7 separate regions of the Mus musculus genome follow, and regions 1, 2, 3, 4, 6 and 7 are each linked to region 5. The links are chromatin contacts, called in public ChIA-PET, Hi-C, HiChIP or PLAC-seq and promoter capture Hi-C maps. All regions are on one chromosome and are shown on one strand. The core of a region is the stretch at or near the end of the contact, and the rest is flanking DNA. Distances in the headings are between cores, read along the strand shown.

The links. Promoter capture Hi-C pulls out the DNA fragments that hold promoters and counts their contacts. Hi-C and Micro-C count contacts between places; a contact is called where the count stands out from the background. ChIA-PET counts read pairs in DNA pulled down with a chosen protein or histone mark. HiChIP or PLAC-seq counts read pairs in DNA pulled down with a chosen protein or histone mark.
Region 1: a Hi-C map of CD8 T cells shows a contact between it and region 5, with 4 times the contacts expected there. The contact joins the promoter of Fbxl12 here to the promoter of Carm1 in region 5. A contact is called at or near these places in 1 of 39 promoter capture datasets (erythroid cells) and 1 of 484 Hi-C or Micro-C datasets (CD8 T cells).
Region 2: a contact with region 5 is called in an RNA polymerase II ChIA-PET map of memory CD8 T cells, with 12 read pairs. The contact joins the promoter of Anln here to the promoter of Carm1 in region 5. A contact is called at or near these places in 1 of 39 promoter capture datasets (pre-B cells) and 1 of 115 datasets of contacts at active chromatin or transcription factors (memory CD8 T cells).
Region 3: an RNA polymerase II ChIA-PET map of memory CD8 T cells shows a contact between it and region 5, with 68 read pairs. The contact joins the promoter of Eif3g here to the promoter of Carm1 in region 5. A contact is called at or near these places in 6 of 39 promoter capture datasets (the C10 cell line, cranial neural crest, erythroid cells and 2 more), 4 of 484 Hi-C or Micro-C datasets (B cells, CD4 T cells, CD8 T cells and 1 more), 3 of 115 datasets of contacts at active chromatin or transcription factors (astrocytes, large pre-B cells and memory CD8 T cells) and 2 of 9 other capture datasets (adipose tissue and liver).
Region 4: a promoter capture Hi-C map of liver shows a contact between it and region 5, with 5 times the contacts expected there. The contact joins the promoter of Dnmt1 here to the promoter of Carm1 in region 5. A contact is called at or near these places in 6 of 39 promoter capture datasets (the C10 cell line, hippocampal neurons, liver and 2 more), 1 of 484 Hi-C or Micro-C datasets (embryonic stem cells) and 1 of 115 datasets of contacts at active chromatin or transcription factors (memory CD8 T cells).
Region 6: an H3K4me3 HiChIP or PLAC-seq map of embryonic stem cells shows a contact between it and region 5, with 8 times the contacts expected there. The contact joins the promoter of Pigyl here to the promoter of Carm1 in region 5. A contact is called at or near these places in 1 of 39 promoter capture datasets (hippocampal neurons), 6 of 115 datasets of contacts at active chromatin or transcription factors (astrocytes, embryonic stem cells, large pre-B cells and 2 more) and 1 of 9 other capture datasets (adipose tissue).
Region 7: a contact with region 5 is called in an RNA polymerase II ChIA-PET map of memory CD8 T cells, with 8 read pairs. The contact joins the promoter of Shfl here to the promoter of Carm1 in region 5. A contact is called at or near these places in 1 of 39 promoter capture datasets (liver) and 1 of 115 datasets of contacts at active chromatin or transcription factors (memory CD8 T cells).

Annotation. Positions count from the first base shown.
Region 1 is chr9:20,640,985-20,644,126 of GRCm38.p6, forward strand. Fbxl12 (F-box and leucine-rich repeat protein 12) reads right to left here and starts at 1,822. Exons shown (of 3, transcript NM_013911.3): 1 at 1,220-1,822; 2 at 1,040-1,112. The coding sequence starts at 1,305. Ubl5 (ubiquitin-like 5) reads left to right here and starts at 2,352. Exons shown (of 5, transcript NM_025401.4): 1 at 2,352-3,142.
Region 2 is chr9:22,387,778-22,390,826 of GRCm38.p6, forward strand. Anln (anillin, actin binding protein) reads right to left here and starts at 1,429. Exons shown (of 24, transcript NM_028390.3): 1 at 1,193-1,429. The coding sequence starts at 1,210. It also overlaps a transcript of 9530077C05Rik not described here.
Region 3 is chr9:20,897,222-20,900,404 of GRCm38.p6, forward strand. Eif3g (eukaryotic translation initiation factor 3, subunit G) reads right to left here and starts at 1,369. Exons shown (of 11, transcript NM_016876.3): 1 at 1,323-1,369; 2 at 1,157-1,203; 3 at 863-946; 4 at 667-755; 5 at 486-545. The coding sequence starts at 1,342.
Region 4 is chr9:20,951,518-20,954,306 of GRCm38.p6, forward strand. Dnmt1 (DNA methyltransferase (cytosine-5) 1) reads right to left here and starts at 1,462. Exons shown (of 39, transcript NM_001199431.1): 1 at 1,191-1,462. The coding sequence starts at 1,270.
Region 5 is chr9:21,545,583-21,548,608 of GRCm38.p6, forward strand. It overlaps Carm1 (coactivator-associated arginine methyltransferase 1), which reads left to right and starts at 1,312. Exons shown (of 16, transcript NM_021531.6): 1 at 1,312-1,648. The coding sequence starts at 1,426.
Region 6 is chr9:22,155,394-22,158,414 of GRCm38.p6, forward strand. Pigyl (phosphatidylinositol glycan anchor biosynthesis, class Y-like) reads left to right here and starts at 1,453. Exons shown (of 2, transcript NM_001082532.1): 1 at 1,453-1,520; 2 at 2,339-2,962. The coding sequence starts at 2,602. The coding sequence ends at 2,817.
Region 7 is chr9:20,866,781-20,869,942 of GRCm38.p6, forward strand. Shfl (shiftless antiviral inhibitor of ribosomal frameshifting) reads left to right here and starts at 1,862. Exons shown (of 8, transcript NM_175687.2): 1 at 1,862-2,156; 2 at 2,550-2,673; 3 at 2,824-2,873. The coding sequence starts at 2,136.

The sequences.
Region 1 (3,142 bases), core at 572-3,071, 900 kb before region 5:
CATCCTTGGCTACACAGCCAGCTAGAAGCTAATTTTGGGATACATGAGACCCACCTCAAAACCAAAACAACAAAACTAGAAAACTGAAAAGCTATAAGCTTGCATTTATTAAATGCTGGAGACACACACTGGCCATACTGGCTAAGTTCTACAATACATCAGACATGAAACATGAAGGTACTTTTTTTTGTTTTTCCAGACAGGGTTTCTCTGTGTAGCCCTGGCTGTCCTGGAACTCACTCTGTAGACCAGGCTGGCCTCGAACTCAGAAATCTGCCTGCCTCTGCCTCCCAAGGGATGGGATTAAAGGCCTGCGCCACCACTGCCTGGCCTACAAGCATTATTTTTAATCCCCATATCTTAGATGAGAAACTGAGGTCTGAGCATTGAAGGGGAGGTAAAGGCTGGCACTAGGACAGGCAGAAAAATTCCAAGCACGAACTCACTTAAATACCAAACCAGCAGAGTATGGTGGTGCATACCCTTAGTCCCAGCACTGGAGAAGCAGAATTCCAGGTCAGCCAGGGCTACAGAGAAATTTTTCCTCGAGAAAACAAACAAACAAACAAACAAACAAAACCCAAACACTTCCTGGGCCTTCTCCTACAGCTGTAACTTCAGCACTCAGGAGGTTGTTGCAGGGGGTGGTTAGTTGGAAACCAGTACGTGACTCAGAGGTGTTCCTTCCTAGCATTCAAGAAACCTAAATTGCATTCCCAGTAGCACAGGAACCACACATGGGGCCCACGCTGCTAATCCCAATATTTAGAAGGTCGAGGTAGGTATCAAGCTCAGCCTCGGCTTCATAGGAAGCTGAAGTCAGCCTGGCCTAGAGGCCCTGTCTCAAAACAACCCCCTCAGCCCCCCAAGAAGCAACACCAACGAAAATCCAGAAAAATAAAAGCCTCAAGAAACTATCAAAAATAAATAAATAAAACAAACAGCAAACAAACACTAGAAAGCAAAATAAAGCAACCCCCACCCCCATGTCCCAGGGCAGGGGGTGGCTCTCCCCGCACCGCTCCCGGGTCCCGCATACCGTGTAGAGCGTCAGGTCGACGTGTCGCCATAGCCACCGGTCATCCACTAGCCTCTTCCAGCGGTGACAGACCCTGGAGGAGTGGACCGGCCGTTAGAACGACCCCGGCCCGCTAGGACCGGATCCGCATCTCCTGCCGAGCCCATGCCCGGCTCTTTCCCCCGAGGAGCGGGGCGGCACCTGGAGATGCGGATCCGGTCCCGGACAGGGAGGTAAGAGAAGATCTCCAAGAGCACCAAGTCTGGGAGGTCAAACAGAGTCGCCATGGTCCAGCTGTCGCACGCTTCCGTTTCCGGTGGCGGCGAGGCCGCGTTCCCTGGACAGCGCTGGGGTGGTCGGACTGGCCAAACCGGCGCGACTTTCAGAGGCCCGCCGAGAATCCCTACTTTTCTAGGAAAGTGCCCGAGGCCCCGGGACTGGACAGGCGCGGGCTGACGACCGTTTAGAGGTCAAGACTAGAGACTGACTAGGCCTGACTGGCTTGGCTAGCGGATGGAACTGGAAATAGGAAAACCTGGATGTGGCTTGGGAGAGGAGGGGGCACGAGGCGTGGCCAGGGCCAAGAGGAAGACGAACAGCAAACCCAGAAGGCTGGAGGTGACGAGTGCCTCGGGGGCGTGGCCATAAGGTGGAGCTAAGTATAAGCAGCAAACCCAAAAGGGGTCCGCAGACAACCCAGAAGGCGTGACTCTAGGAAAACCTGGATGTGGCTTGGTGGAGGAGGGGGCACGAGGCGTGGCCAGGGCCAAGAGGAAGGCTAACAGCAAATCCAGAAGGCTGAAGGTGAAGAATGCCTCGGGGGCGTGGCCATGAGGTGGAGCTAAGTATAAGCAGCAAACCCAAATGGGGTCAGCAGACAACCCAGAAGGCGTGACTCTGGCGAGGAGGGGGCTCAGGGCGTAGTCATAGCCGGGAGACGTGGCGAGCAGAGGCAGGTAGACCCCACGCAAGCTGGGATGAAGAAAGCAACACGCCTAGAAAGCGTGGCTCCGACGGGCGGGGAGTGGTCCTGAGGCGTGGCCAAGGGGCCCAGGGGCCAGGAGGCCCGGGGGCCCGGGGGCCCGGGGGCCTGGAGGCCAGTCAGAGGAAAAGCAGCAAACTCCCAAAGTGGGACTCTGGGAGAGAGGATAAAAGACAGAGACGAAGGGCAGCAGGCGTTGCAAACAAGGCCAAAGTACTAGCATTTGAAAAAGCGCCGCCGAGTGGAAGGGTGTGGCCAGCGGCAGAGGAGCTGATTGGAGGCCGTCCACAACAATGGGAAGGCGTGGCTTCAGTAGGAAGAGACAAGGGGCGCGTCTAGAGCTAAGCGACTAGTGGCGTGCGGAGGTTTGGCTTGTGCTGGAAAAGGCTTAGGGTTACTGCCAAGGCAGAGATCAGCCTGCGACCAGACCGTATGTATACCCAGGAGGCATGACTTGAGCAGGGAAAAGTTAACAGAGCAACAAACCCAGAAACCATGACTTGTGTGGGAAGGGGCTCAAGGACTAGGGATCCTAATTGCGCCTGAAGACTAAACTTGTAAAACCTAGCTTAGGCGGAACAAGGTCCGATATAGGGGATGGAATCAAGTTTGGAATGGCTGGGCGACAAAGGGACAGGCTGGGAGACTTATGACTGGAAGAATGGATAAGAGCAGCGACGGGGGCCCTAAAAGCATCGCTGGAGACAGAAACAAGAGCTAAACCAGGAACTGGGTGTGCAGCTCAGTGGGAGAGCCTTTGGCTGGTAAGCATGCTTAGCAGGCCCTAGGTTCGACCTCCAACACTAAAACAAATACCAAAACAAAACAAGAAAAACAAACCCCACCACTTTTCTTGTATGTATGCCAAGAGACTTAAAGCCTGAGAAGTTTTTTTTCGAGACGGAAACGAATCCGGTAAAGCCTGAGAAGTCTTTTCAGGACGGAAACGAGGCATTGGGGAGACTGGAACATATCTAAGCACTAAAGACACAGAACAGGACTTCATTCGAAACTGAAAGGTGTGACTGGGATGGGAGTGAGGGGCCAGCAGGACGGCCAAGCCAGGGAGGCGTGGCCACAGCCGCAATAGAAAGCAAGAATAATGCCTTTTGCTGCCTACGCATAAGGATTAAATTTTGTAT
Region 2 (3,049 bases), core at 179-2,678, 840 kb after region 5:
TCTCTCCAGTCCTCTATTAGAAATTCTAACGTTATCAAAATGTTGTTTTCCTCAAGATAACTGAGAACTTCAAACGGAGCACAGGGTGTGTGGGGCAGCATAACTGTCAAGTTGAAATCTTTAATTGTTGAAATCCTTAACTAGTATCTTGGGCTTAGCTTATGGAATTGTTAACTACACTACCCAAAATAAATTATTACTATCCTCTACGACATTTTTCAATGTAGTACAGAAACACTGTATGCCCACTTTACAAAACTCACAAGTCTTGAAATTTAAAGAACAGCTTGAAGCAAAAGAAAAAGAGGAACTGTCCTGCAATAAAAGAATGGGCCAACAGCAACACGCAATCCTGAATGTCGGTGTACAGCTGCAACGTGAAGCTAAAACTAGGCATAAATAATAAGATTAACAACGGAATCTAGACCTTATTTCCAAGGAAGAGATGAGGAAAGCATTGTTGAAATGATACGCTACATAAACACTGAGGTGTACCAACCCTACAGCATACACTTATAATTTTGTTTTGTACACGCTGAGGTAACTATAAGCCCTGTTTCCTTTCAACCAGTATCAACCCTGTGCATGAGACTTTCTTTCTAAAGTTAGTAGAGCCGTGACTTATGAAGGACGCCAGGCTAAAGCACCTGCTCATTTAGACTTCGGTGGTTTCATCACAGGATTCTTAAGCGCTCAAGCTCCTCTGGGCCTGTGAAGTCCTTTATCACTTCCATCAGATTCCAAGCACACAGTACGAGTCACTGGGCCGACTCCACCCTGCCAACTATTCCAGCTTTAGGGCAGGGCTTGTCCCACTAGGCCCCTGAGCGGCACTCTCCCGGGTCACAGCAAGACGGATGAAGGATGGAGGGAAGCGTGCTTTAAGTCCCGGGAGCCGGGGGGGCAGGCTCAAGCCAGAGCGCCCAGGCGCTCACACCCCGAGCCAGCACTTGGGGGAGTGGAGGAAGGCTAAACGACTACAGAGCTCGGGGTTTGCATGGGGTTTTTGAGGCCCTGCCTTCCCCAGAGCCAGGGACGGAGCAGCGAAGCCGGGGCGGCTGCGACCCCGCGGCTTCCGTCCGGCTGCACGCTCGCTGTGCGCACGCGCCACGCTGGCCGCAGGCTGACAGCGCGGGCGGGGGTCCCGGAGTCGGCAGGGGTCATGGTTCACAGCGCCCGCAGAGTCTCTCACCTCGGTAAACGGGTCCATCGCCCCAGGCCTCACCAGTGGACGGCTAGACGGTGGGTCCGACGGTTCAAACTCAGGAAGAGGAAAGAAGTGAGTGCAGGCTCGGCGCAGCTCCTGGAGGAGGACTGCAGTCGAGGCGGCGGGCGCTCTCACACCCAGTCGGCTCTGCCCTCCGCACCCACGGAGTCGGTAGGCTACCACGGCCGTTCAAAATTTGAATTTCAGCGCCCCGGACGACACGCATGCGCGCGGGGTGGGCGGGGCCGGGCGGGCCGCTTGCCCCCGCCCCTGAGCTAGGTCACGTGATGCGGCCAAGTTGGGACTGGTCCGGAGCTGCGAGCACTGCTCTCTCTCCTCCGCTTGGGTGGAGACGGTTCTGCCGTTGAACTGCCTAGGGAGAGGGCCCTGCCATCCCGCACGCACCCACGCACGCCGTAGCGGGTCCCTTCCTGACTCTGTCAGCTCCCGCCGCCCTGCCTTCTTCCTCCGTGGGCCTTACGAACCCGGTCCGGCCCTCTGGCCTTTGGGCCTGATCCTGCCACCAGAAGTGGGACTAGACAGCCAGCTTGACCTCCTGAGAGACCACTCTGGCGGGTCCCCACACTCTCAGCCAGTGACTAGTTCTTTGTTTGGTGGGGAAAAGAGATGACAGTAACAGACCCTTCGGTTTTAAATCCCAGTCAACTACCCAAAGCCAGCAGTGAGAACACTTTGAGAGAAGGGACAATCGGAAAGTCCATATTTAATAAAAGTTCCCGTTTAACAGGCAGAAAGCAGGACAAACTATTGCACGAGTAACTTTTAATCTGACTTTCCTTTTCCTCTTCCTGGGAGGGTCTTTTGGAGACCCTCACAGTGTCTTACCATTTGACATTCTGCTAGGCTTTCCAAGAATGTGTCTAAAAAGATGGGTTGCCAAACCTCTGGTAGTAGAACTGTTTGCCTTTATACGTCAAAAGGTCGACAAAGCACCAAAATCTCTGTGCCTAGGTTGGTGCTGTGAGAGCTAAAGTCCTTACGAGATTGTGTAAAACAGATGTATGGTAGCAAGGTTTATGGTTGAGTCTCTGTGTCCTAAATGAGTCCATAACAGGATCAACTGTGCTTATTGAACAGAAAAACTGAAAGTGTTGAAGGGTCAAGTCCAGAATCAAAGCTAAATAAAAATAGGAAGCTTGGGGCCAGCGACAGAGCACATGCTAGCTATGAGGGCGCTTGCTACCAAGTCTTGGGACCTGAATTCTAGACCCAGAACCAGTTCCAGCAAATTGTCCTCTGACCTGCACACACACACACAGGAAATAAATTAATGATGTTTTTCTAAGTAATAAAGAATTTAAAAATGTATAGATTGTAATAAACTGAATTTGGGGCATGGAATAAGAACTTCTTTAAGAGCAACTTCTAAGAATTCAGATCCTTGGGACCACAGTATAACAAGAATAATAAATTTCCTTGGTGCCTTGGAGCTGTGAAATGATAGAAAATGGAAGGAGCTTTGTTTAAGTGTGTGGTGTGTGGGGTTGTTAGAATTTGCTACCTATAAACCAAAGGGAACGGATGCCTGAATTTTTTTTCAAGCACTGAACAGGAAAAGGGGTGTGGGTACTTGGGGTGTGGCTGTGTAGGTCAGTCTTGGGAATGAGTCATTGGAAATTTATGTAGCCGTTGTGCCTTCGGGCTGTTGCCTCTGTAATCCTTGGTTTCATTGTAAACAATTTGATTCTAGCTAGCATGGATAAAGCAGTATTGCTACTCTAAACTTGTAGGTTTTTTTTCCTACTACCACGCCCTGTAGCGTTGACCTTTCATTAATGTCTTGATCATAGTGGTAATAAGGATAGCAGCACCCACCAGTAC
Region 3 (3,183 bases), core at 119-2,618, 650 kb before region 5:
TGTCTGGAAAAACAAACTACAAACAATAAAACCCAAGAGGGCTGGGTATGTCTCAGTACAGTGTCTGTCACACAAGTGTCCGTCAGACTCTGACCCCGAGCACCCACAGTCAAACACTGTGCACAGAGGCAAACTTGCATTCCCGGTGCAGGCCAGACAGGAAGTGGGGACAGCAGGGTCCCTGGGGCTGTTAGTGCCCAGCAAGCCTAGTCTAGTTCCTAATACCGAGAGACCAGCTCAAACCAAAAGTATGCTGTGCCATGTGCTGGGGGGGATGATGCTGCGCACATCCGCACACAAAAGGAGAACAATAAAAAAACAAAAGTAAATGAATAAATAAAGCATCTAACTTCATCTACTCCTGGGCCCTAACCTTTCAAGGCCTAACACTAAACGTTTACTCCACATCAACAAAAAGGGGCTTCCCAACTCCTCAGGATCAGCCCCAGAGAACACCCTACCCCCCAAATGAGGTAGAATCTCACCTTCCTCCTTGCCACAGCCTTTGATGCCTTCCGGGTCTCAATCCTGAAGGTTCTGACAATCTGAAGATGAATAAGAGAGGAGTGCTTCCAGAGCCTCAGGCCCTGTCTCAGCCACTGACACCCCTCCACCTGAACCCCTGAACACAAAGGCACTGGCCCTATGTGTCCACTTCGACCTCACCTTGAATTTCTTCCCATCTTCCTCTATCTTGTACTCAGTCACTGTCTTTATGTTCCCATTGATGACTTCCTTGGGAGGTGGCAGCGGGTCTGGAGGAAGATGACAGAAACTGATTCCCGGGTAATGGGGACTGGCTGGAAAGTAGGCTTGAGAGTCGGAAGGGAAGAGGAAGCAGGCAGGGATGGACACTGCTCACCTCCGGGCAGTAACTCGGGCTCTGGACTGGTGTCCCCGGTGGGCAGAGGGATTCCTTTCAGGAGCTCGCTGGTGACACATTTGTCTGCCAGAGGGAATTCGGGGAGGAAGGTAGAGTGAGCCACGGGACGGGAACTTTCAAGTCAGAGAGAGAGTGTGTGTGTGTGTGTGTTGTGTGTTTGCGGGTTGCACCGGGGGCACAGCGCAGGGCGAGGGTGGGGCTGGCCACGCGCGGCCCTAGCCGGAGCGTGGGCCCCGGGAACAGGCAGCGGGCGCGGCCACGCTCGGCACTCACCGTCCTCTCCCTCCTCCTCCACCTGGTCGGCCCAGCTGGGCTTCGAGCTGCGGGGACAGGAGATTGGTGAGCGGGTCCCGGCCCCCCGCGCCGCCCAGACCCCCACGCACCCCAGAGCAGCCCCCACGCGGCCTCCCCGGCGACCCCATCGCCACCCCACGCATACTCAAAGTCGCCAGTCGGCATCTCGAAGTCTTAACTCCACGCAGCTCCCAGCCCGGGTAAAGACAGGAAGCCGGAGTAGAAGAGGCTTCCGGTGCCGCGGCCGCAGCCTAGAGCGGCCAGACCGCGGTGAGCACAGCGCCTCCCTGCGGACAAAGGTGGACACGCGGCTCTCGCGCACCGCAAAGCGCTGAGATCCAACCTGGAAAAGGGGTCCAAAAAAAAGCTTCAAAGAACTTTTTAAACTTTTTTTTTCCCCCTTTGGGTAATGGGGCTAGACGTGAGTGTCTCACTCTATAGATAGGATAGCCTCACAATCCTGTCTCAACTCCAAAAGGCTGAAAGTACAGGCTCACGAGCAGTATTCCCAGGGTGGCCTTGAATTCATAGCTGTCTTTCCACCTTACTCTCGTCCGTGCTGGGAATATGAACATGAAATCGCCACACCCGGAACTGATTCGTTCTCTCCCTCTTCCCGGAGAATTAGTTTTCAGCCATCAGTAATCGCAGTGCTGGAGGTGGAAGCTGGAAAATTATGAGTTAAAGGCCATTTTCAGCTACCTCGTGGATTCCAGACTAGCCTGCGCTCCATGCGACTCTGTCTCCAAAACTAAAGGTGTCTTGCTTTGTTCCCCAGGCTTGCCCCTGAACTCCTAAACGCAAGGAATTCACAAATAGCTGGGGCTATAATTGTGTGCCAACAAGCTTGGCTGAAAAGCACGTGTATCAAGAATGCCCTCGCCCCACATCGTTTAGAGGATACCAGGATTCTGGTTTGTTGAAGAAGAAACAGACTCAGACCAAACCCTTTTGTCCTGTGCTAAGACGTCCTTTCTTTGAATAAGAGGCCACCTGGTCTCCTGTGCCTCCTTTGCTGTGTAGCATGCTAGGGTTTATCCTACAACCTTGTTGTGCGTTTGTATTATTTGAAGACAGCATGCTTGTGCATACATAGCACACATGGAGGTCAGGGGACACTTTGCAGACAGTCTCTCCTTCCACTATGTGGGTCTTGGGATTGATCTCAGGCCTTCAGGCTTGGCAGCCAGCCTCCTGCTGTGGTCCAGGAGTCCCCTCACAGACCACACGAGCCCCAGTCTCAGTCAGAGAGAGGCACTTTATTGAGCATACATGTCAGGACTGGTTAACCAGGGCCACAGTCCAGATTCAGGACCTGAACTGTGACCCTGACTTAAGATCCTGCAGGGTTTTTAAGCCTCAAATCCACAAACATCTGGGCCAAGTCACATCACCAATCAGGATTCAGAAATGGGGGGTTTACCTGGGAACATGGTTTTGCCTTACACGTATCCTGCTCCCATTGGTTGGGTATTCAACGGTGGCAAGAGACTTTCCTTGTTGAACATTCATGTCTCAATGTGCCAACCAGGTTGTCAGTTACCCACGCACATGTCTTTCTGCCAAGTAGGATGCCAGTTTCCAGGGAGGTCTTGGGAACTTAAACTTTACTCAGTCATTACTCAAAATGGAAGTCTTATTCCAAAGGGTTTCTTATATTGGTGCAGTTCTCTCTCTCATCTATTTATTTTATTTATATAAACTTGAGCTGTCTGAAGACACACCAGAAGAGGGCATCAAATCCTATTACAGATGGTTGTGAGCCACCATGTGGTTGCTGGGAATTGAACTCAGGACCTCTAGAAGAGCTCTTAACCACTGAGCCATCTCTCCAGGCCAGAGATTTCTCTCTTATGTTGGAGTCCATCCCAGGGACAGCTTATACAGACAAATACCATAAAAATTTATATATGGCTAGTAAGTGCTGCTGGGTGGTTGGTTCAGGTCAAAGCTTATTATGGGTAACTATTCAAAAAAGTTCTACTAACTTCTATCATGATTGGTTT
Region 4 (2,789 bases), core at 212-2,711, 590 kb before region 5:
GGAATCGGCCTGGCATCACCCCAGTAAACTAACCCCCGGGATAGCAAAAGCAGACTCAGAATCGGGTTGGGATGTGTCCAGCACTAGCAGGGCACCTATGACTAATGCTCAATGACGCGCGGGACAAGCTTTCAGGAATGAACGGATTGACGATGCCCTTCTGGAACAGGAAGCGGGATCCAGTGTTCCCGCCAATCCTTGCACACAGCCGTCCTCATGGAGGCGTGGAAGGTACTAGTGGAGGGCCCATTACCCAGGTCTTCCTTGATTGCTTGGGGAGGGGGGGGGGAGAGGGGGGATTCATATGCACTGAAATGGGGGACTTTACCTGCCATCCCTCACTCCTCGAAATAAACACTGGACAATGTAAAAAGCTTCCTCGATGGCGCCAGGACCGAAAGAACTGGTTTACAGGGGCTAAAATAATAGGGCGGGGGCCGAGACATCTCACTACCATTCATCTTTCCTTCCCCCTGATAAACACTTTGAATGGAGTTAAAGGTTTCCTCGATTGCTCTGGGATCTCGGGACAGAGTTATGTCACTGCCAAAGTGGAGGGCCCATTCTGCAGCACCAGCTCTTTCCAGGCAGAGTCTCTTTGATAGCTCCAGGATCGCAGGAGCTCCTTTACGTTAGGATGAAAACAAAACAAAATCCCACGAGGGCTTCAAGCTGCCCAGGCCCGGCCCGGCAGGATGAGAGAGAAAAGGTCCTAGGACTTGACAGCGGGGCTGGGAAGGAGGGCCCTTCTGAACCAGGGCCAGGGGAACCGGCGGAGGGACCCTCGGGTGGGCGCGGCGGGATCTGCAGGGCACCGGAAGTGGAGGCTGGAGCGGAGTGGGGGCTTCAGGGTGTCCACAGGCCGGGAGAGGGGCACTTCCTGCACACCCAGGAGCCTGGCTGACCAAAGAGGGGAACCCCTGAGGGTGTCCCCAAGCTTGTTCTATTTCAGAGGGCTGATCCCCTTGCTCCCTCAAGCTCCCAGTCAATGGGCTTGCCAGCACCCCGGCCCCCACCCATTTTGGCGCCAACAGCTAAGGGCACGCGCGACAGGAAGCACAGCCCGCGCCAAACGCTGCCCCGCGCATGCGCGCCCTGGCTGTCAGCGGCCGCAGGGCCACCCGGAGATACCCCCAATATATGCCTCGGCATCGGTCCCGCCCCTCACCCCCACCCTGCGTGGCACCTACCGCCTGCGGACATGGTCCGGGAGCGAGCCTGCCGGGGAGGCAAGCGCAGGCACTCGGGCTGGAGCTGTTCGCGCTGGCATCTTGCAGGTTGCAGACGACAGAACAGCTCTGAACGAGACCCCGGCTTTTTCGCGCGCGCGGAAACCAATTGGGAGGGGGCGGCGCAAGCGGAAGCAGCATGTACCACACAGGGCAAGAGAGTGGGGGAAGACCATGCTATGCCCGAAGGGAGTGCGCATGCGCGCAACGGAGGCACCCACACCTCCTGGCTATAGTGGGCTCGTCCGTGCTGCGACTGGCGCCACCCACCTCCCCCTTGCCTGAAGAGGTGGCTCGGCACTTGAGAGCAGGTAGTGCTGCTCTTGCAGAGGATGACTCTGGTTTGCTTGCCAGCACCCGCATCCAGCCGCTCCAAGCCCCTGTAATTCCACTTCCAGGGGGTCCTACAGCCTCTTCTGGCCTCTATGGGCATTGCACTCACATGCACAAACACAACTTTAAAAAAAAAAAAATCTTTTGAGTCTGGCAGAGGCTGTGGCATGCATGCATTTGATTCCAGCACTCAGAATGCAAAAGCCAGAGGATCTCTGTGTATTGAGCCTGGTCTAAAAACAAAATCTTCTTGAAAAAGGAAAAAGGTAGGCGGTGGTGGCGCATGCCTGCAGTCCCTTACACTAAGGAGGCAGAGGCAGGCAGATCTCAGTTTGAGGTCAGCCAAGTCTATACAGTGGAGTTCTAGGACAGCCAGAGCCACACAGAGAAAGCCAGTCTCAAAACAAAACAAACAAAAGTGGGCTTGTCTGCGCAGTGGCTAGCTTCCTCCCTGGAGAGCACCCACCCACATCCAGCCACTCGAAGCCCTGTAACTCCACTTCCAGGGGAAGGCCGCTGTGGACACTGCTCTTAAATGCACCAACAATTTTTTAACCCAAGATAGGCTTGACTTTACTATCTATACAATAGATAATATGGTTGATCTTAAAGTTCAGACCTCCTGCCTCTCTCTGGTCTTGAGTGATGGATTTATGGGTATGCCCCACTGTAACTACCATCTTCACTGGAAGATGAAATGTGTGGTTCTGTAGTGTCTAACTATATGTCCATGATCCATATTTCTGGAACTTACATCTTCAGAAGGAGAAACTATAGGCATAACTCTATCCCCCTCCCCTTCTGCTCATCTTTTGTTACCATTTTGGTAAGAAATACATGAACCCTTAAACAAAAGGCCTCCCGTCTAACCCCATCTTCACCCCCTTGTCCTCTAAAACGACCATGAGCACACCATCTGGACTCTTCCTCAGTGGCTTCATCTATCAGAGCTGAAATCACCTCCTTAAAAAGATAATTCAGAAGTGAACTGGACCAATATACCAATGAAGTAGTATAGTGGTAAGGCCAGGAACCACTTCTGCCATCTGGGTTTAATAAAAAAAAAAAAAGCAGATCGCAGAGAAATGATATTTTCTATTTACCTTCCACATGGTATGGAAGGATTTAGAATATACAGTTCAACAGCAGAATATTAACCTCACAGCAGAAGCCTTGGGAGTCATCCCTAGCACCAGATGAATAAAAGAATGACCGAGGACCAGAAAG
Region 5 (3,026 bases), core at 62-2,561:
GTTGAGTCTTTTGTGAGTCTTGCGGAGGCCCAGGAGGGGGTACGTAAATTAGAGTTCTAAGAGGCCCAGCAAAAGTGAACAAGTGACTGGCCACTGTGAGTTCACTGGGGGACCTGAGAGTTAACTAGTGAAAAGGAGAGGTCCTAGTGGAGAAGCTAAAGAATTAAAGTTACTGCCTTGAAGTTCTTTGTGAAGGCCAAGCTCTGGAGCGCGGCTTGAAAAGCCTTTATCCCAGAGCAGCATGGGAAGGGGCCCCAGCTGGGTGCGAGCCTGCAAACCAGAGCACACCTATCACAGGGCCTTTTCTTACCAGTGGGACGGGATCAAGGCGGAGCTTACCTGGGAACGTACAGGGCGGAACCTTAACTTGGGGGCGTGGCCGAATCACCTGGGTTTGGAAACGGTTCTTGTCTTTCCTCAAGCTCAGGAGAGGTTGTTTGCAGGACACTGGCCCGGAGGGGCCCGAACTCTCCGAGGGAGGGTTTCGTGGATCAGAACACCGTCCCTTGACAAAAAGATGCAGAGCACCGTCTGCATTCTGCTAGTAACCGTCCCTCCTGGGGGCGGAGCCAGCCCTCCTCCGGGTGTATAAAGTAGCTGAGCGCCTCCTTCTGACAAACGCCTCACCCCCAAGAGTACTGGGGGAGTACGCAGCACGCCAGCCTAGGGGCGGAGCTCAGCCCTGGAGGAGGCGTTTCTTCTTAGTTCTCCGACTCACGCCTCTCCACTTTTCTTGAGCTATGCTCACAGTGGCACAAAGCATGGTGGTTCGCTCGCTGCCGGCCTGTGGGTGGGTCTGGCCCCAGAGGCGTGTCCGAGCGGCCAAGCATTGCCTCCTGAAACGCCCTGTGGTACAAAGGGCTGTGGATCACCGTGGATCACCGGTCGCCGGCCCGGAGCGGGGGGTGGGGCCGCCTGATCATTCCGGGGGCGTGCCGGGAAGGCTAAGCACCGCCTCCCGACGCATGCCCTGCCCATCTCTCCAGAGCTGTGCGCGGTGGCACAAAGCGCCTCGGTTCGCACAACGCTGCCTCGGGGCGGGGCTTAGCATCCCTGGGGGCGTGTCATACTGCGGGGCACCGCCTCCCAACGTAGGCGCCTTCACCCGGCCTGCCCGGGAGGCTCAGCCACCTCACAAAGCAGCGACCGTTCCCGCGGGGTGGGGCCGGCCCCACCCCCGTCGTGCTTGCGCTCGCCCGGCTCCCTCAGGCGCCAGGAGGGGGCGCTGCGCCACCGAGCCGGCCCGTGGCGGCGGCGGCGGCGGCGAGGCGTCGCGTGGCCGGCAGGCGGCGCGCTGCCAGCCTCGGCCTCGGCCTCGGCCTGCGCGGCGGCGGCAGCGGCGGCGGCGGCGGCGGCGGCGGCCTGGGCCCGGGTGCGGCGGTGGCGGTGGCCGTGGTGGCAGCGGGGCCTGGAGCCGGACCTAAGATGGCAGCGGCGGCAGCGACGGCGGTGGGGCCGGGTGCGGGGAGCGCTGGGGTGGCGGGCCCGGGCGGCGCGGGGCCCTGCGCTACAGTGTCTGTGTTCCCGGGCGCCCGCCTCCTCACTATCGGCGACGCGAACGGCGAGATCCAGCGGCACGCGGAGCAGCAGGCGCTGCGCCTTGAGGTGCGCGCCGGACCAGACGCGGCGGGCATCGCCCTCTACAGCCGTGAGTGCTGGGGACACCCTGGGGACGGCGGCGCACGAGGCCGGCGGCGCGGGCGCCCGGGGAGGGGGCAGGCGGCGGAGGGTTGGGGGGGGGGGGGGACTCGGGCCGAGCTTGTACACGCGGCTCCTGCTGCCCGCGGGCGAGATAGCAGAGAGGGTGTGCGTGGGGACCTTGGAGCCCGAAGAGGGGCGCGGGAAATAAGAGTCGCGGGCCTGAGATTTGCAGCGGGTGGGGTAGGGGGGCGCGTGGCAGGAAGTGGGGCCCCGAGGATTCTGGGGGGATTGTAGAGGGGACTGGAGAGAGGGAGTGATTGGGAGGGCTCTTGAGCGGGTGTGGTTTGTGGATCTCATCTCAGGGGACATCCTCCTCACACACGGACATTTGAAAAGTGGTTTTCAGTGTGTAACACCGGGAAGACTGGGTGCCGCCCTTGTGGAGGACTTGGGATTCGGGATCCCCCACCCACACACCCACCAGGGTGGGTAAACTTTGGGACTTAGGACAGAGCCCTTCCTGATAGAGATTCCCAAGCCCATCCCCCATGGAAACGTGGAAGAGGGGAAGGCCGGCTGGCTGATGGCCGGCTTTAGAAGTCAAGAGGTAACAAGCCACCTCCCTCGCCACGCGCCTCCTGTCTTTTTTAAGAACGTGAGAAGCTGGTGACATTATCAGAAGCTGCTTCAAAAACTGACATTTCAGTGGGGAAAACAAGGGGGGGGATCACTAGTGTGTTTTCGAAGTGCACCCCCCCCCCCAGCTTTGTAGTTCCACCTTTCATTCTTCCTTGCTCTTGCTACTCTTTCTTCTGACGGATTCCTCAGATGGATTTGCTCTTGTGTTTCACTGGTCTTTGTCTCCCAGGATTTCGTTCACTGATGCTCTTAAGGGGCCACCAAGGAAGATGGGATCGATTTTAACCTGTGGGAATTTTTTTCTACTCCTTGGTAATGGGGTGTTGTTGGAAAGGGAAATGTGTGTAGCAGTCTGTTCAGACTGATTCTCCTCTCTTTGCCTTGACTTTGAAACACACAGGAGAAAGAAGTGTCTGGTTCCCAAGTGTGGGGCACCTTTGGGGGCTTGGGCAGAGCTGGGGTCTCCTTGATCACACGAGAGAAAGGGGAATTTCACAGACTAAAGAACGAAGCTCTTTAGGACTACAGACCCCTAAGCAAGCCAGTGGTGTTTGGCTAGCCAGGGTACCAGGGCTTACCTGGAAAGTGTTCTGGGGACCTGGGTGTGATGGACAAGCCTGTGGTCCCAATACTTTATAGGCTGAAGCAGGAGGATTCAAAGTTTGAGTACAGTGTGGGTGACATGGGCAAATCCTGTCTGAATCACCAAGACAAAGTTCAGGTAACTTGGGTTGTTTAAATGAACT
Region 6 (3,021 bases), core at 203-2,702, 610 kb after region 5:
TCTGTTGTGACCCCCCCCACCCCCCTTCTCCCTCATCCTCTATCTCCTGTCTTTGGCTCTTATTCCCTGCCCTTTGAACTTTGGGGCAAAACCCCTCTACGCTAAGAACTTGGTCTTGGGTATCTTGCGCCAATACTGGCCTTTTCACAGGCGTGTGTAGTGAGTGCCTTTACCTCTTGAACTATCTTGCTGGCTATTTTTTGTTCCGATTTTAAATTTTTAAATTAAAAAATGTTTGTTACTTGCTCTGTGTAAACCATAGGATGGTTTGTCCTCAGCTCTCTCCTGCCACCTTGTGGTTGCAACAGAAGCTGCACGGACTCTATACCACTACTTACCTCTGAGAAGAAAAACTTTCTGATCTTTTAGCTTGCGGGAAGATTAAGGGATGGAGCTTCCTGTGCAGTACTGTGCAGAATCCTAGCTCAGCCTCATTTTTCTTTACGCTGGGATCAGAGATAACACTGCCTCACTAGGCAAGGCAGTGGCCGGCCCCGTGGACAGCATTTACGAACACCGTCCCTCCCCCCAACCCCAAGGCACACACACTCATCGTCTTACTATGTAGTCCGGATGACCTGGAACTTGCTATGTAGACCAGGCTGGTCTCGAACTCACAGAAATCCGCTAGCTTTTGCCTAAGGAGTGCTAGGATTAGGAGTGTGCTTGGCTACATTTTCTCTTAAAACTTCATTTTGCACTTTTTGCGGGAGTACACTCAGGTGTGCCACAATACATGTGTGGAGGTCAGAGGAAAATAGTTCTCCACCATGTGGGTACCGGAAGGTCGATCTCAGGTAGTCTGACCTGGCAGGAAACGCCTATACTCGCTGAGCCATCTCATCAGCACAAACTATTATTTTGCCATTTACCGATTCATACGTAAAATAATGTATCAGTCATCTTTCCGCTGCTTAAGAGGATAGATGATAGTGGCTGAGGCCAGGTGCGATTCAGGATTCAAGTTTATCAATTAGAAGTGGGGAAGGCAGCCGGGCATGGTGGTGCACGCCTTTAACCCCAGCAGAGGCAGAGGCAAGTGGATTTCTGAGTTCGAGGCCAGCCTGTTCTACAGAGTGAGTTCCAGGACAGCCAGGGCTGTCTCGAAAAACCAAAAAAAAAAAGTGGGGAAGGCTTTTCAGTGCAGAAAGACCCCACTGTCTGCTCTGGAGCGCCATGAATAAACTGTGGCAAATACGTTCCTCTCCTACTTCCAGCAGGACTAGCATAGGGGACGCCCAGCCAGAGACGATGGGATCCTTAGCTATCCGGTGCTCTCAGAGTCTTTCTGGCCTCACCCGTCAATCAAGACCACGGGGGCGGAGCCTGAGCCTGGGAGCGAAGGCAAGGTGAACTGTCCAATGAGCACGCGCGGACCGGCTCCATCGCGGGATCTGGGTTCCTCACCCCGCCCCTGCAGGGATTTGATTGGGCGGCTGGCCGGGCTGTCCCGCCTTCGTGGGGCGGTGACTGTCACCGCCAGGCGCCGAAGGGACCGGACTCCTACAGGCCTGCAAACGGTGAGTTGAGGGTCTCGAAATACGAGCGGAGGAGCTGTTGAAACCGGCTGGGGCGGGACTCGCGCCAGCTTGGCGTCTGCGCCATGGACGCCGCCGACTCCGTTTGTCTGGCTGGTTCGTTTTCGGTTCGGCCGGGTTCCCCCTGTCCTGTCTTGCCCCGCTCGGCTCGGCTCGGTTTTCTTCGGCTCGGCTCGGCTCGGCTCGGCTCTGTCCCTCCGTCGGTCAGAGACTGCAGCGGGCTCGTTGCCCCTTCTGGTCCCCGAGGCGACTGCGCCCAAGGGATGGCGCTGTCTTCGGTCTGTGCATTGACCGCGGGTGGCTCGTGACCTGGCCCCAGGTTCTGGTGCTGGTTCCCAGCCAGTCCTCGTATAGAAAGCCTCACTCAGATGTCTGAAGCGAACCCGGATTTGTAGGTCGCATTCCGCTTCCCCAGTTCACAAAAACATTATCAGTCCACCTGTCCTTCATTCTGTTTTTCAAATTGCTTACTTCCCAAAGTAATTCATGACACTTGTAGTGTTTTAAGCATGGTCTGGCAGCCGTTCTTTTGTCACTGCCTCCTCAATACTGATACCTCTGATGGGGGTCACTATAGGCAGTTTTGGAGGACACTCCTTTTTTTAAAGGCTTCTTTCTAGCCGGATGTGGTGGCTTGGGGAGGCTGATGCAGGAGGATCACAACGTTCGAGGCCAGCCTGCCGGTTCCAGCAATCCTGTCTCTAACCTACTCAGTGCTGGTACTGGCTGCTTCCCCATCCTTTCCTCTCCCTTCCCGTCGCCTGCCCTTCATCTTGTCATCTTGCATTTTTCTCATACAGTTAAAAGACCTCTCGCCTGCGCTGCGAGGGACACAGGTGGTGTCTGCAGTCGCTGGTAACCGCTGCGTGTGACGCGGAGGCTGAGGAGCCGGCACCTTCGGCCTGGGACCCCTGGACTTTCTGCGTGCCCTTGGGAAGCATGCCTGGGTGAATGAGGAGTCGGGACAAGGGGAAGATAAGACAAGAGCGCACCCGCACGAGAACAGAACTTTTCAAACAACTGAGTTTTCTTGAGACAGTTAACCTTTTAAGAAGGGAGGAAGATGATCCGGTCCCTGCCCACCATGACCGTCCTCATCCCACTGGTCTCGCTGGCAGGCCTGCTCTACTCCGCCTCCGTGGAGGAAGGCTTCCCAGAGGGCTGCACCAGCGCCAGCAGCCTGTGCTTCTACAGCTTGCTCTTGCCGGTCACCGTGCCTGTGTACGTGTTCTTCCATCTGTGGACATGGATGGGCCTGAAGCTCTTCAGACATAACTAGGGGAGCCGAGGCCCCTCCTGCTCGGGCTGCCTGCGGAGTGGGGCATGGCCGGAGGTTCCTGGCTGTTGCAGATTCTTTTGTAGCTGAAAAATACTTTTCAATAAAATGTCTTATGGGAGAGGAACACGACCAGCCTTCATCCAAAGACTGTTTCTTCTAAGATTTGTTCTTAATTGTGTGTCTGTGTGTGGGTATGCGCATGTG
Region 7 (3,162 bases), core at 612-3,111, 680 kb before region 5:
CTGCCTCCGGAGTGCTGGGATTAAAAGTGTGCACCAGCACCACCTGGCTCTGGGTTTTACTTTTGATTGGCACGTGTCTGCACATTTTTGGGCACTACAGTGAGACTTTTTGCCACCAGTGATCATGAAATAATGATAGAAACGGCATACTAGCCTGGCCAGCACAGCAGAGTTCTTCCTGTGGCTCTGCAGGGTCTCTTCTAGCTATTTTGAAACAGTCAGGCTGTTCCTGACCCAGTCAGCTCAATGGAATTTACTCTTGCATTCAAATTGTAACACTGTAACCCTTGACCAGGCGCTTTCCACCTTCCCACCTCTGCCCTGCCCCTCTCTGCTTCTCCAACAGTTTCTTTAGTCTCCACTGACTGAATGAGATCTTAGGCAGCTTGACATAATGCCCTCCAGCCTTATACCTGTTGCAGTAAGTAATGAGGCTTCTTCTTTCTTATGGGTGAGTAATATTCCATGGTGTGTCCACGCTGCATTTTCTTTATCCATTCACCTATTAATGGACATCGCGTGAACAATACAGCAATGCACACAGGCGCAAGTATCCGGCACTCATTAACAAGCTGGTTTCCTTTCCTACAGGCATTTTCCCCAATAGTTGACAGATCTTATGCTCATTGTATTCTGTGAGGAACTTCTATCCCACTTTCCATAACAGCTATAGTATTTCAATATAACTTATTGATGACTATCCATTTGGAGGTGTTCCTTTCAGGCTTGCGTAGAGACCAGGGCCCGATGCTCACATGATTCTCGGCTTTAGATTTACAATGTGGATTCCTTGGAGCCAGAAGTCTACAAGGGTGTAAGGGGCCAGGAGTTGGCTTTTCTTCACATTTTTACTCTGCTTCCAACCAGCATGACACTTCAAAGGTCACCTGGTGACTGATGCAATATCTATGTCCCACATTGTGCTAAGTGACATTAATCCCCCTGGAAAACCAAACACGGTGGCTCACAGCTGTAATCTCAGTGCTACAGAGCGAAGGCTGGAGGACCACCATACCATACGTTTAAGGACAGCCACGGCTATACAATGAGACCCCCAGCATTCAGAAGGTGGAAGCAGGAGGATGGTGAGTTCAAAGTCATCCTCAGCTACATAGAAAGTTCCAGAGTAACCTGGACCATAAGGGCCACCATTGAAACTATGGGGCCTGGGAAAGAGGCTGAAGGGGAGGGTAGATCAGTTTCCATTTCCCCCTCTCTGGCTTTGGTCTCCGGTTCACTGTTAAACCACCTTATCTGCACCTGTGGCATCCACCTTTGGTGGTGGTGGGAGCCAGATCACCCAGCAAAGATTTCTGTGCTCCTGGATCATAGTGAGACCCAAGCTCTGTACCGAAAGGGGCAAGGCAGAGGTTCACTGGGAAGAAGGTATTTAAACGGGGTGAAAAAGCCCAGGCCTCTTAGATTCTGGGGCCCATTCTCTGGAGAAGTCTGTAAAACTTGCTAAAAAAAAAATAATAAAAAAAATAAAAAATCTTTCATTTCATTTTGTCCTAGGATGTTCCCCTCCCCCCCCCCCTTTTTCTTTTTTTCTTTTTTGAAACTGGGTCACACATAGTCTAGGACATCCTTGAACTCCTGATCTTTTTGCATCCACCTTCCAACTGCTGGAGTGACAGGTGTGTGTCACCATGCCTATCTTGCATGCCCATTTTACAGAGGAGGAAACTGAGGCTGAGAGTGTGGGAATTAGAGAGAGAAGCCGTGGGAGTTAGAACTGCTGAGCATAGCAAAACGCCACGGTGGTCCGAAGACGCTTCGGGTTCTGCATAGGAGGAGCAGCGAGGGAGCACCGAACTGTGGTGCGGCTCCGCCCCCAAGGGGGACGTGAAGACGCGGACCCCGCGCAGCGTGGGGACATGTGACCGACTGCAGAGGCCGCGCTGCTGCGCAGGACGCGGTGAGGCGCGCTCGGAGGCCCGGGAGCACCACCCGGGAGCACTACAGGGCGCGTGAGCAGACGCGTGGCCGCAAGGCCTGCGCGGGGTCTCCTCAGGGTCCCCAGCTTTACGTAGAAACGAAACTGAAAGAGGGGCCCGAGGGAGGCGGAGCTGCGGCGACGCCACCCAGGCTTGCGAGGCCCGGACCCAGGCGCAGCCAGGTGTGCTCCGGCCACCATGGCTCAGGATGGCGTGGAGGTAGGACAGCCGCGCCACCGGCGGCGCGGAAAGGGCTCCCGGGAACACCCCTGCCCCCTGGGCTGTTTCCCTCCTCTATCCCTGGGCACAGTGGGGCTGTAGGGTCAGAGGTCAGAAGGAAAGGGGGTAACCTGGCCTGCATCCCGCCACACACACACACACACACACACACACCGCCAGACCCCAAATTCGCACCGGGGAGGCTGGGACGCGCCGCAGTCTCCACCATCCCCCAATGCCTGGAGAACTTCGGATTTTTCCAGGAAATGGCTTAAAGGGGGGGGGGGATGGGGATGCGGAGGCCAGAAGCCAGGGTCAAGTTCAGGAGAATGAAGGTGCGGGGGCTGCTCCCCGTCGCCGGCGACATCAGAGCTTATCCCCCCTCTATCCTAGTTGGAGAAGAGCGTCAGGCGCCTCCGGGAGAAGTTTCATGGGAAAGTGTCCCCCAAGAAGGCAGGGGCTCTTATGAGGAAGTTTGGCAGCGACCACACCGGAGTTGGGCGCTCTATCGTGTATGGTGAGTCAGCCCTGGTGGGGGGGACACTGAGTGGGTGTGGTTTCAGAATTGCTGTAGCGCTTTAGCGACCCTGGCTCCGTTTAACCGGAGGCTCTCCACCGCCTGGAACTCCTACACCCTTCAAGAGCCCCTCCCATGTTCTCCCACTAGGTGTCAAGCAGAAAGACGGACAGGAGCTGAGCAACGACCTGGACGCTCAGGTAACCTCCCCCTGTCCCCAAAGGAAGGGGGATTCCCATTCTCTTGTCAGAAGGAACAATCAGTGAGTGCTCCCCTTACCATCTAGGGTCCTTTCCTTTCTCAAGCAGCCTTCAAACAGTAGGTGCTCATTACATGCTGATTACCTCAAATGGAAGAGACAGGACAGTAGGATAAGGAGACTGAATGTCGAAGAAAACTCAAGGCAACCCTTTCTTGCATAAGAAGAAAGTCTGAGCTGGGCAGATCCTGGGAAGAAAGACGCCTGGACAGGAGGGATGAAGGAATCAA